2 separate regions of the Sus scrofa genome follow, and region 2 is linked to region 1. Evidence: chromatin contacts called from public Hi-C data. All regions are on one chromosome and are shown on one strand. The core of a region is the stretch at or near the end of the contact, and the rest is flanking DNA. Distances in the headings are between cores, read along the strand shown. Region 1 holds the start of ZBTB48 (telomere zinc finger-associated protein). Region 2 holds the start of PHF13 (PHD finger protein 13).

What was found. Hi-C and Micro-C count contacts between places; a contact is called where the count stands out from the background.
Region 2: a contact with region 1 is called in a Hi-C map of skeletal muscle, with 2.7 times the contacts expected there. The contact joins the promoter of PHF13 here to the promoter of ZBTB48 in region 1. A contact is called at or near these places in 1 of 5 promoter capture datasets (fetal liver), 9 of 47 Hi-C or Micro-C datasets (alveolar macrophages, blood, embryonic fibroblasts and 5 more) and 2 of 2 datasets of contacts at active chromatin or transcription factors (alveolar macrophages and skeletal muscle).

What each region holds. Positions count from the first base shown.
Region 1 is chr6:67,407,717-67,413,179 of Sscrofa11.1, forward strand. It overlaps ZBTB48 (telomere zinc finger-associated protein), which reads left to right and starts at 2,842. Exons shown (of 12, transcript XM_003127543.5): 1 at 2,842-2,922; 2 at 3,428-4,194; 3 at 4,663-4,910. The coding sequence starts at 3,505. TAS1R1 (taste receptor type 1 member 1) reads left to right here. Exons shown (of 6, transcript XM_013988748.2): 5 at 1-52; 6 at 1,326-2,520. The coding sequence ends at 2,257. It overlaps LOC110261086 (a long non-coding RNA gene), which reads right to left and starts at 2,699. Exons shown (of 3, transcript XR_002344877.1): 1 at 2,020-2,699; 2 at 1,290-1,344; 3 at 1-722.
Region 2 is chr6:67,444,650-67,450,161 of Sscrofa11.1, forward strand. PHF13 (PHD finger protein 13) reads left to right here and starts at 1,311. Exons shown (of 5, transcript XM_021095267.1): 1 at 1,311-1,683; 2 at 4,094-4,139; 3 at 4,142-4,194. The coding sequence starts at 1,645.

The sequences.
Region 1 (5,463 bases), core at 1,592-4,091:
TGCTGCTTTGAGTGTGTGCCTTGTGAGGCCGGGACCTTCCTCAACGAGAGTGGTGAGTGACTGAACGGTGATCAGGTGACCCACTGGGTGCTCTGAAGGCGTAGAGCAGAGGACAGGACCTCCCTCCGGCTGTACACGTGCAGAACCAGGGCTTGGTCACTTTTCTGCCAGTTAGTGACAGGTTGGAGACTGAATTCTGATCAAGCAGAAAGAACCAACCAGTTGACGGCCTCGGGCCTAGCTGTGTCCTTTGTTTGAGAGCTCCCAAGCCAATGCCTGCAGAGGCAATGATATCCTAAATACAACCTTTTTGTTTTGTTTTGTTTTTTTGTTTTTTTGCCATTTTAGGGCTGCTCCCACAGCATATGGAGATTCCCAGGCTGGGGGTCGAATCAGAGCTGTAGCTGCCGGCCTACGCCAGAGCCACAGCAACACAGGATCCAAGCCACGTCTGCGATCTACACCACAGCTCACAGCAACGGTGGATCCTTAACCCATTGAGTGAGGACAGAGATTGAACCTGCGTCCTCATGGATACTCGTCGGGTTCGTTACCACTGAGCCGCCACAGGAACTCCCTAAATTCAACCTCTGTTCCAAACAGATGTGGCTGTCGTTTCCTTTGTACCCTTCCACGCTATCTGTATGAAGTCCCTCCCGTGATCCATGCCACTGACAGCCAGCACCGCGAAGAGCTTGGCCTGAATGCAGATACTCGCATGTCTACAGCAGAAAAACAAAACAAAGCAAAACAAGCATACTCTCCTCAGTGATGCAAGGTCAAGATCAGTGGCAAACTGAGGTTGCTAAGGGTTCAGCCCAGAGATGGACTCCAGGAGCCACACACTTGCCTTTGAGTGTCTCCCTGGGCATGAAACTATATGTCCTCTAACCTGAGAAAGTCAAATCAGAGAAACCTCAGAGCAGCAGCTCAGGCAGGTGGATCTGGTTAGTGGTAGGGCCACGGAGAGATGAAAATGCCCTTCCTTTGGGGCCTGGCTGCTCCCGTTGGATCATAGCCTCCCTAGCATGTGGGGAGATTTATAGGGTAGGGTCCTCCATAGGACCTCTTGTCTGTAAACCTCTTCTGGGATCATGAGTTGTACAGAACCTACCCCAGTGTCGCCCTAATCAACACAGGCATCTGGAGGAAACATGTGACCTCTGGAACCCCGTCACTCAGGGATACTCCCGTCTTGCTGTGCCTGGCATAGCCTGGCTCCTGCGGGACAGCCCTCCCAGCACCCTGCAGCCTTGCACACCTCCCTTCCCCGTTCCTGCTGGGCTCACCTGGCTCTCAGGAACCCTCTCCGCCTTCCCTTCCAGACCCCTACAGCTGCCAACCCTGTGGGAAAGAAGAGTGGGCACCTGAGAGAAGCCAGACTTGCTTCCCACGCACCGTGGTATTCTTGACTTGGCATGAGCCCATCTCTTGGGTGCTGCTAGCAGCTAACACGATGTTGCTGCTGCTGGTGGCTGGGACTGCTGGCCTGTTTGCTTGGTACCTAGACACCCCTGTGGTGAGGTCCGCTGGGGGCAGAATGTGCTTCCTCATGCTGGGCTCCCTGGCAGGGGGCAGCTGCGGCCTCTATGGCTTTTTTGGGGAGCCCATGCTGCCCACATGCTTGCTGCGCCAAGGCCTCTTTGCCCTTGGTTTTGCCATCTTCCTGTCCTGCCTGACAATCCGCTCTTTCCAACTTGTCTTCATCTTCAAGTTTTCTGCCAAGATGCCCACATTCTTTCACGCGTGGGTCCAAAACCATGGTGCTGGCCTGTTTGTGGTGATCAGCTCGATAACCCAGCTGCTTATCTGTCTGGTTTGGCTGGCAGTGTGGACCCCACTGCCCACCAGGGAATACCAGCGCTTCCCACAGCTGGTGGTGCTTGACTGCACAGAAGCGAATTCACTGGGCTTAAGGCTGGCTTTCACCTACAACGGTCTCCTCTCGGTCAGCGCCTTTGCCTGCAGCTACCTGGGTAAGGACCTGCCAGAGAACTACAATGAGGCCAAATGTGTTACCTTCAGCCTGCTCCTCAACTTCGTGTCCTGGATCACCTTCTTCACCGTGGCCAGTGTCTACCAGGGCAAGTACCTGGCCGCCGTCAACGTGTTTGCCATGCTGAGCAGCCTGAGTGGAGGCTTCAGCGGTTATTTCCTCCCCAAATGCTATATCATCCTGTGCCGCCCAGATCTCAACAGCACGGAGCACTTCCAGGCCTCCATCCAGGACTACAGCAGGCGCTGTGGCTCCACCTGACCACTGGTTCGGGGAGGGCCAAGCAGGAGCAGGGTGGACTTGAAGTCTCCGCTGCCCAGAGGGTCACAGGTGGAGCAGGGTGCTCAGGACCTGGTGTGTCCGGGAGGTCTTTGGGCTCCTCAGCCTTAGCTTGGGAAGTATAAACCCAGGCTAAAGTTCAGTCTGGGCTCCGCCAGCCGCCAATGAAGAGGTGAAATGGGCAGAGCCTCCTTGCCTGCCCGCTTGCATCTCTCACAAGCGTCCTACCTTAATAAATCTATTTCTCGCCTTAAAAACAAAAAAAAAGAGGTGAGATGTGCGTCTTAGCTGCGTCTTCCTCTCTAGGGCGAGGGTGGGGCGCTGCCTCTTCAAGTCTGGGGGCGCCAGGCGGGGATAAGCGCAGCCGAAACCTCGCGACTTCGCCAGCGTGAGTCCAAATCCCAGCCGCCAGCTTGGCGTTGCTAGGCAACTCTGGGACGCGGGCCCAGAGCCGAGGGAACAGGGCTAGTCCCGCCTCTCCTCGCATCCCATTGGCTGTTCTCTAAGTGGTACCGCCTCCAGGGGCCGGAGGCAAAGACCTGCTCCTCCGAGGCGTCCCGCCCAGGCCGGCGCGCCCTGACGTCACGTCCGGCGGCGGCGGCGGCGGCGACGGCGGCGTCGGCGTCTCTGCACGGCCGGCAGTGCACGTACGGTTCGGGCAGTTGGTTAGTGGGGCTGTATGGGCGACTTGGCCTGGGGCCGGTGGGGAGGCCCGGCCTGGGTGAGGAGGTCCGGGGACACGGGGCGAGGGAGGGGGCTGTGGGCCGCGGTGGCCGCTGACGGAGTATGACCGCGGCCGCCTTCCGGGACGTGTGGGCGCGGCGTGGGCTCTGTTCACCTGTCCGCAGCCGCCGCCCTCCCCTGTCTCGGGTCCTCTCGCTGCGCCCGGCTGATCAGTTTGCGCTGATCCTTCGCCTCTTTTCCCAAACTTTTGATTTCCTCCCACCAGCACCCCTTCACGACTCGGTCCCCACCTAGTCCGTCTGCACCTCCACCACCCACTCTGGCCACCCCCAGTGATGGGCTGCTTACTTGGCCCCCGCCCCCAGGAAGACTTTCAGTTCCTGTGTCCGCTTGCATCTTCTATCTCGGCTGAGCCTCATTGAAATAAATAACTGAGTAGAGTCCCTCCTCCCCTTCCCCTCTTCTCAGATCCAGAGGCTTTCTCTTGCTACCCTGGTTTGGACTGGTGAGGGTGTCACTGCGGCCTTTCTCCCCTGCAAAGGACCATGGACGGCTCCTTCGTCCAGCACAGTGTGAGGGTTCTGCAGGAGCTCAACAAGCAGCGGGAGAGGGGCCAGTACTGCGATGCCACCTTGGACGTGGGGGGCCTGGTGTTCAAGGCACACTGGAGTGTTCTTGCTTGCTGCAGCCACTTCTTCCAGAGCCTCTATGGGGATGGCTCAGGGGGCAGTGTGGTCCTCCCCGCTGGCTTCGCAGAGATCTTTGGCCTCCTGTTGGACTTTTTCTACACTGGTCACCTTGCTCTGACCTCAGGGAACCGGGATCAGGTGCTCTTGGCAGCCAGGGAGTTGCGAGTGCCCGAGGCTGTAGAGCTGTGCCAGAGCTTCAAGCCCAAAACCTCAGTGGGACAGGTGCCAAGCGGCCAGAGTGGACTGGGAAAAGCTGGCCCCCGGGATGTGAACAGCCACCTCAAGGAGCCAGCAGGCTTGGAGGAAGAGGACGTGTCGCGGACTCTGGGTCAGGTCCCCAGGGATCAGGAGCTCAGTGGCAGTCCCAGCCCCCAGAGGCCCCAGCTCGGTCTCCCTGCTCAGAGCGAGAACCCCTCCTTCCTCCGTGGGAAACTCAAGCAGGCCCTGAAGCTTCATCCCTCCGAGGACAAGGAGCCTGAGGATTGCAAAGTGCCCCCAAGGCCCTTCGAGGCTGAAGGTGTCCAGCTGCAGGGCGGGAGTAATGAGGTACCATGCCCAGGGTGCTGGAAACGGGGAGGCAGGAGTAGGGAGAAGACATCCACACTTCTTTGGGGAAAGTGTGACTGCGGGATAACCTAGACCCTAAGGCCGAATCTGTTTGGTGGGTTTGGAACAGGTTTTCTCCGAATCTAAGAAGCCGGCTCCATTCTGCAGCCTCAGGCTGATCTGTTGGCGAGTCGTGTCGGTGGTTGCCAGCTTCTTGGGGTGGAGTGGGCACATCCGGTCTTTCCCCAAGGTAGTGAAATCCAGGCAAACCCCCAGTTACCCACCAGTAGCTCAACTGTCCTCCAAATCCAGGATTCGGATGCTGCCTGCCCTGGGCCCTTGAAGGGAGCAGTCACTAATGAAGCCTGGATTGGGACTTAGAAGGGGCCTGGGTGGAGCTGGCTGCCCTGTAGATCCACCACCAGAACCATTGTGGATTAATTTGGTAACCTTGCTCTTCTGCTCTAGTGGGAAGTGGTGGTTCAGGTTGAGGACGACGGGGATGGCGATTACGTTTCTGAGACTGAGACTGAGGCTGTGCCAACCAGGAGGAAATCAAACGTAGTGAGAAAGCCCTGTGCTGCTGAGCCGGCCCTGAGCACAGGCTCCCTGGCAGCCGAGCCTGCCGAGGACAGAAAAGGTACAGCGGTGCCGGTCGAATGCCCCACATGTCATAAAAAGTTCCTCAGCAAATATTATCTAAAAGTTCACAACAGGTAAACGTTCTGTTTTTCTATTTTCTTTTCCCATCTGCTGTTCCCGTGTTGGGGGAGGGGGCCTGCGCTCCCCACTTCTGGGCTGTGTGGTGGCCAGGGGCTCCGTTTGAGACCTACATAGCGCCTGGCATTGGCATCCCCTGACCCCTGGGGCGTGAGAACCTGACCTTGGTGCCTTCCTTCCCCGCTCCCTCCTGGGAGCCCTCTGCTTGGAGTGGGTTTGTGGACACCTTAGCAATAGGTTGCACCCAGCATGGACCTTGACCTCCAGCTGGCTTCTGCCAATGGCATGAGTGAAGCTGGTGGCCCCGCGCTGTGGCTGAGGCCTGACTGTGGGTATTTCTAAAGCCCGGCAGTGTGGGCTTTGGGCCAAGGTATGGATCTTGACGGTTGGTGCCGCCTGCCTGTATGGGGCTAGGTCAGCTCTGAGGTGTCGGCAAAGCATTAAAGACCATTTGTCTACAGCTGCAGTGTCTGATAAGGTCATCAGATGCCCTGTGAAGCTATTTTAACTGAAAAGTAATTGAACTTGGGAGTTTCCTGGTGGTCTAGT
Region 2 (5,512 bases), core at 61-2,560, 35 kb after region 1:
AATTGAGGCTTGGAGACGTATTTCTAAGATAAATCCAGTCTCTTAACTACGAAATGTTTCCATCAGAATTCTCTTAACCAACCAATCAGCAAGAGTCAACCAATGGAGCAGTCACTCCCTTGGGAATTATCCGCAGCTTTTAGGGGTTCTTCCAATCAGTGTTCTGATTTAGCACAGGATGACTTGAATTTAAAAATTTATGTCATTTCTCTTTAACAGTTGTCTTTGAAACTACCAAATACGTTATCGAATCATTTGCAGTTTGTATTTTTTTTCTTTTAAATGGTTATGAAAAACATTCAAGCACCTCAGGCCTCCGCACGGTCACTTTATCAAAACAGTTTAATTTTCAACTAAGTGTTCAGAGTCTATCAATCTTCAACACCAAAGTCGTAAAATACTCCAGCGTCCAGCATTTAAACACGGCCAACTCCTCAATTAAATATCAATTAAAAAAAGTCAACGTCAATACCAAATATCTCTATCAGGTTTTCGCCTCCCTCCCAATGTCGTAAACCTGTGAGGAATCTATTCGGGAACGAATTCAAGGTAAAGTGAGAAAACGAGCGGTCCCAAGGTTAGGCAAGAAGAAAAAAAAAAGGAATTTAAAGCCAACATCTTCCCAAACACTGGTAGTACCGGCATAGTTTTTGAAAAATGCGGTGGTAATCCGACCACCCGAGGTGCTTCCTACGGGGAGTCAGGCAGTCCGACCCCCGCTCGGCCTCGGTCCGGCCGTCCCCGACCCCCGGGCGAGCTGGAACCGGCCAGAAACCCGCAGCCGCCAAAACAAGTTCGCTCAGCGGACCTGAGGCGCGGGGGGGGGGGGGGGCGGCAACGACGTCAGCACCCCCCGCCCCCGCCCGGACGCGGTGACCCCAGCCCCACAAAGGGGCACAGACCCCGAGTCCCAAAGGAAAAGAGAGGGGGCGCTAGCCGCTGCCGCCCATCGCGACCGAGGCCGTCAGCGCCGCCCCCACCCGCCGCGGCGACCCCTGACCTCCCTCGCCCCCGCAGAGACCGAGGCGCTGTCTCTCGCGCCACCCCTCCCCCATCGCCGAGCCGGCGCGAGCCCCCGCACCTCCCCCGTTCCGGCGGCCTCAGGTCCCGGAGCCACCGCCTCCGTAGACCGGGCAGTTGCCCCAGAGCTCTGTGGGGATTGGAGTCCTCGAGGTGGCCTTTGTGTGCCTCAGCCGTGGGGCTGGAAACTACGAATCCCACAATGCCCCGCGCCCGCCCCCGCGCCCCGCCCCCTCGCCGTCGGCTTTCCGTACGCCTCTAGACTACATTTCCCGAAAGGCCTCGCGGCTCTCCCGCCCTCCCTCCCGAGACACGAGCCGAACTGGGCGTCAGGTCGGGGAGCCGGTCGGGTTCCCGCTCGCCGCCGCCGCCGCCGCCGCCCCCCGCAGCGACTCTCCCGCCTCTCCAGTCGCGTTGGTCGTGGGGAGCTGCATCAACAACTCTGCTCGGCTGTGGAGCCGCCTGCCCGAGAGCACAGTGACTGGGACGCGACACGCCGAGCCCCCCATCATCTCTAGTCAGGGCGACCCCTCCCGGGTCCGCCCTCGCCCTGCGCGGCCCCCGCGACTCGGCGCCCGCATCCCGGCCCCTGCACTCCCGCGGCCGCCGCCCCCCACCCTGAACATGGACTCCGACTCCTGCGCCGCCGCTTTCCACCCGGAGGTGAGTGAGAGCTGCGTCTGGGCAGCCCCCGACCACCCTCACCCCGTCTTGTGCTCTCGGAGCCGGACCCTCGCCGGCCGAGCGCCTCTCTCCCCTCCCCCAGCTATCCCTCGTCTCCCCCCACCCCGGGCGCCCAACCCCGCCCCCCACTCGGGCCCGCGCCCGCTCTTCCCCGCCGGTCTTCTCCTCGGCGTCCCTTCCGCGGGCGTCCGCGTCCTCTCGGCGCCCCTTCCCCCGATGTACCGTGCCCACTCCTCCCCGGCCTCGCGTAGCCCGGGGACCTGTCGGCGCCCCCGGCCCCTCCCTGCCGGCCTGGCTTACCCCTTCCCCGCCCCCGGGGACTCGGCCCGAGACCCCGCAGCTCCGCGCTCCCGCTTCTCGGAGGAATCCCCCACCCCCTCCCGCAGGGGCTCGCGGCCCCCCTCAGACGGGGACTCTGCTCCCCGCGCCCCCGCCTTCTCCCCTAATCCCCCGGGCCTTGTGGCCCGCGCCCCGCCCCCTAACTCCCGTTCGGCCTCCGCCCCCTCCGGCCGGGGAGGTGTGGGGGGGAGTACTCGTCCTTCGGGGTCCCCACCCTTGCGGGGGCCCGAGCGGTGCTCCCACCCCCGGCGCGCTCGCCTCCCCCTCCGGGGCCCCCGCCCCCGGGCTCTGCTCGCCCCGCCCCGGCTCCCCCTCCTTCCGGGGATCGGCCCTCGGTTCTCCCGGCCAGAGCCCCCCCCTCCTCCGGCGCCCCCGCCGCGGTCCCCTCCCCCTCCCGAGGCCCGCCGAGTCCGGGGTGCGGGTCCGGCAGCAGGCGGGTGGGGGAGGGGAGGCGGCGCCGGGCGCGCTCTCCCGCGGCGCTGCCGCCTCGGGGGCTCGCGGGCCTGCCCGCCTGGGTCCCCGAATCCTGGCCGGCTCTGCGCGGCCCCTTCCCCCCTGGCTGGGCCCCGCACCTTCCGGGGCCGAGTGTCAGCGGGGGGCGGCTTCCGCGGGAGGGCGGGGAAGGGGCCGCACCGCCATCTGCTTTTCCTAAAGGCGGCGGGGCGCGGGCGGCGGGCGCGGTGGGGGCGGCGCGGGTTCCCCGCCCTGGGCCCGAGGGCGCCGCCGCCTTGCACTCTTGGTCTGGGCTGCTGATCCACTTATATACGTTCCCCGCCGAAATAAAAGTTCTCCCCGAGAGTTTGAGGGCCGCAGTCCTCCCACCCACCCGGCGGGAGGGAGGGCGGCCACTTCTTCCCGGGCGTGGGGGCAGGATCTCCTCGGCGCAGGAAGCAAGGGGTACCGCGCGGAGTCTGGCGCGCCGCTGACCTGCCCCCCCCCCCCCCCCGCCCCAGGGTCCGGGCGGCCGAGCGGGTGGTGGGAAGAAGGTGGTTTGCTACCACCGAGGGGAGAAAGTAAGTGGAGCCCTTGGAAGGAGACCTGCGGGCCGCGCTGCTCTCTGGGCACTCGGTGCTGCGGCGGGGCCGGGTGGGGCGGGCCCAGGAGCCCACCCCCCTCACTTCCTCCCCTGCCTGCACCCTGGTGGGGAGTGGGCCCCTAGGTTCTGGACCTTAGGTTAGCGCCTGAGGGTGGGGTTGGAATGGGTGATAAAATGATTAAAGAAAATCTCAGTGAATTCGCTGGGCGCATGAACCGTAGCGAGGCACAGTTGTTTTGTTTAGTAGCAAATCAGAGCTTTTTCTCCTTGAGCTCATCTCTTCTTCAGGAGAGAATCCGCTCTTGTTGAGGGATTTCTGGATTTGATGGGGACGGGACACGCAAGCCAAAACTTAAGAGTGTTTCATTTTCAGCGTGCAAGTGATATTAGCGGGATTGTTTCTGGTTTAGTGTCTGAGTTGGGGATATTTAGGTGCCTGGCCTCCGGATGTTGGAGCCGCGGAGGGACCAGCACGAAATGTCTCCTTTGCAGGAGAGGGTCCTTAGGAGCAGGGGGCCCTCAGGCAGCCCTGCCTGGGGAGGGGTCACGTGAGATTCCGCTCCAGGGTCTCAGGCCCGAGTTCTGAAGGTTACATCCTTGAGTTTTGAAGTCTCTCACAATGCTTTAGTTACAGCTGCAGCAGGAGTTTGTTTTCAAAATGGAAAATTTGTGGCAAAAAAGTAGTTGTAGGGTTCTTGATAGGCCTGTAGAAACTAATAGATAATGTCAGAAAATGCCCTGTGAGTACCGAGAAAAAGACTTTTGTTTCTTAAGCTTTTATCTCCTAACCAGTTTCCCAGTATTCTTGGCATAACATCTTAATACCCCCTTTCAGCCTTCTGAAAACTTATTTCTTGATCCTTACTTATCTTGTTTGAGAGTGTTCGTTTGTAAATCTGGCGGTGTGTTTTTGAGTGGCTGGCCCTGAAAGCCCCCGCTTGCTTAGTTTTGTTTCTGCCCACCCTCCTCCGAGTTTCTCCTTTCAAACGTGCCCCTCTTCTCCCCTGTTCCCAGGAGTACTCCCCCGGCTGCAAGAGGCGCAGGACCGTGGAGGATTTCAACAATTCTGCACCTTTGTCTTGGCCTATGCGGGCTACATCCCTTACCCTAAGGAGGTAACGTTCAGCACGTGGGAGAGCTTGCTGGCAGCAAAACCAGAGCTTTTGACAAGGCGGTGGGTCTGGAGGGGTTTCCTGGAGGGGGGACTTCAGCCAGTAATGGGCCAGAAATCTTTCCTTATTATCATAGACCAGCCTGGGAAGTGGTTCCTAAAACTGATGGAATATGCAGACTTGTCCAGAAACGAGTTGATCAACTTTCAGAGTTTGCTTTTGCACATAATGTATCTGATACCTACCTGCTCCTGATGGCTAGTACTTGCTCATGGAGTGTGTGTTACTGCGGCCAGGCACGGGTTCTGGCCAGGTCATGGTTGTGTTATGAGGTACAAGCTGTTATCTGTCTCCGTTGTAAAGATGAGCAACACTGGGGCCTGGGGAGGGAACGCTTTCTTTACACTGGTCACAGGTGAAGCAGGAGAGCCTGAGGTTCACCAGATCAGGTGGTCGGGCCCAGTCCACCCTGCCCTGCCTGGTGGGTGGCATCCTGGTCACTTTGCCCACCACATTACAGATCTTAGGGACTTGTGGTCAAAATCCCATGTAAATTACAGCTTTCTTTATTCTCGGGGAGAAATAGGCAAAACCATGGACTAGGGCTGCTACGGTGCTCCAACTTCAGGGCCTCATTCATTCCTAAGGAGAGAGGAATCCAGCATTGCTAGGGCAAATCCCAGCGTTTGCTTTTGTTTCCATGTTTGCTTCGTGCCACGCAGAATGTTGACACTATTGGGCACTCCCTTTGTGGTGCAGTGGAAACAAATCCAACCGATATCCACGAGGATGCAGGTTCGATCCCTGGCCTCGCTCAGTGGGTAGGGGATCCGGCGTTGCCATGAGCTGGTGGTGTAGGTCGCAGACAAGGCTCCGGTCTGGTGTTGCTGTGGCTGTGGTGTAGGCTGGCAGCTGTAGCTCCAATTTGACCCCTAGCCTGGGAACTTCCATATTTCTTGGGTGTGGCCCTGAAAAGGCAGAAAAAAAAAAAGCATGTTGCCACTATTTGCAAGTTAAATGCTTGAATGCTCAGAAGGAAGCCTAGAGTGGAAGTCACTGCTTTGGGGCAGTGATTTATGCCTTCGGAGTAATTACCTACTTAGATTTTGCAATATTTTGGGATATGTCCAGTTTTTGAGAAGAGCGTCAGGAATGTCTCACCATTAATTTACCATCACTTGATTAAAAAACTACATCCTGGAGTTCCCGTCGTGGCGCAGTGGTTAACGAATCCGACTAGGAACCATGAGGTTGCGGGTTCGGTCCCTGCCCTTGCTCAGTGGGTTAACGATCCGGCGTTGCCGTGAGCTGTGGTGTAGGT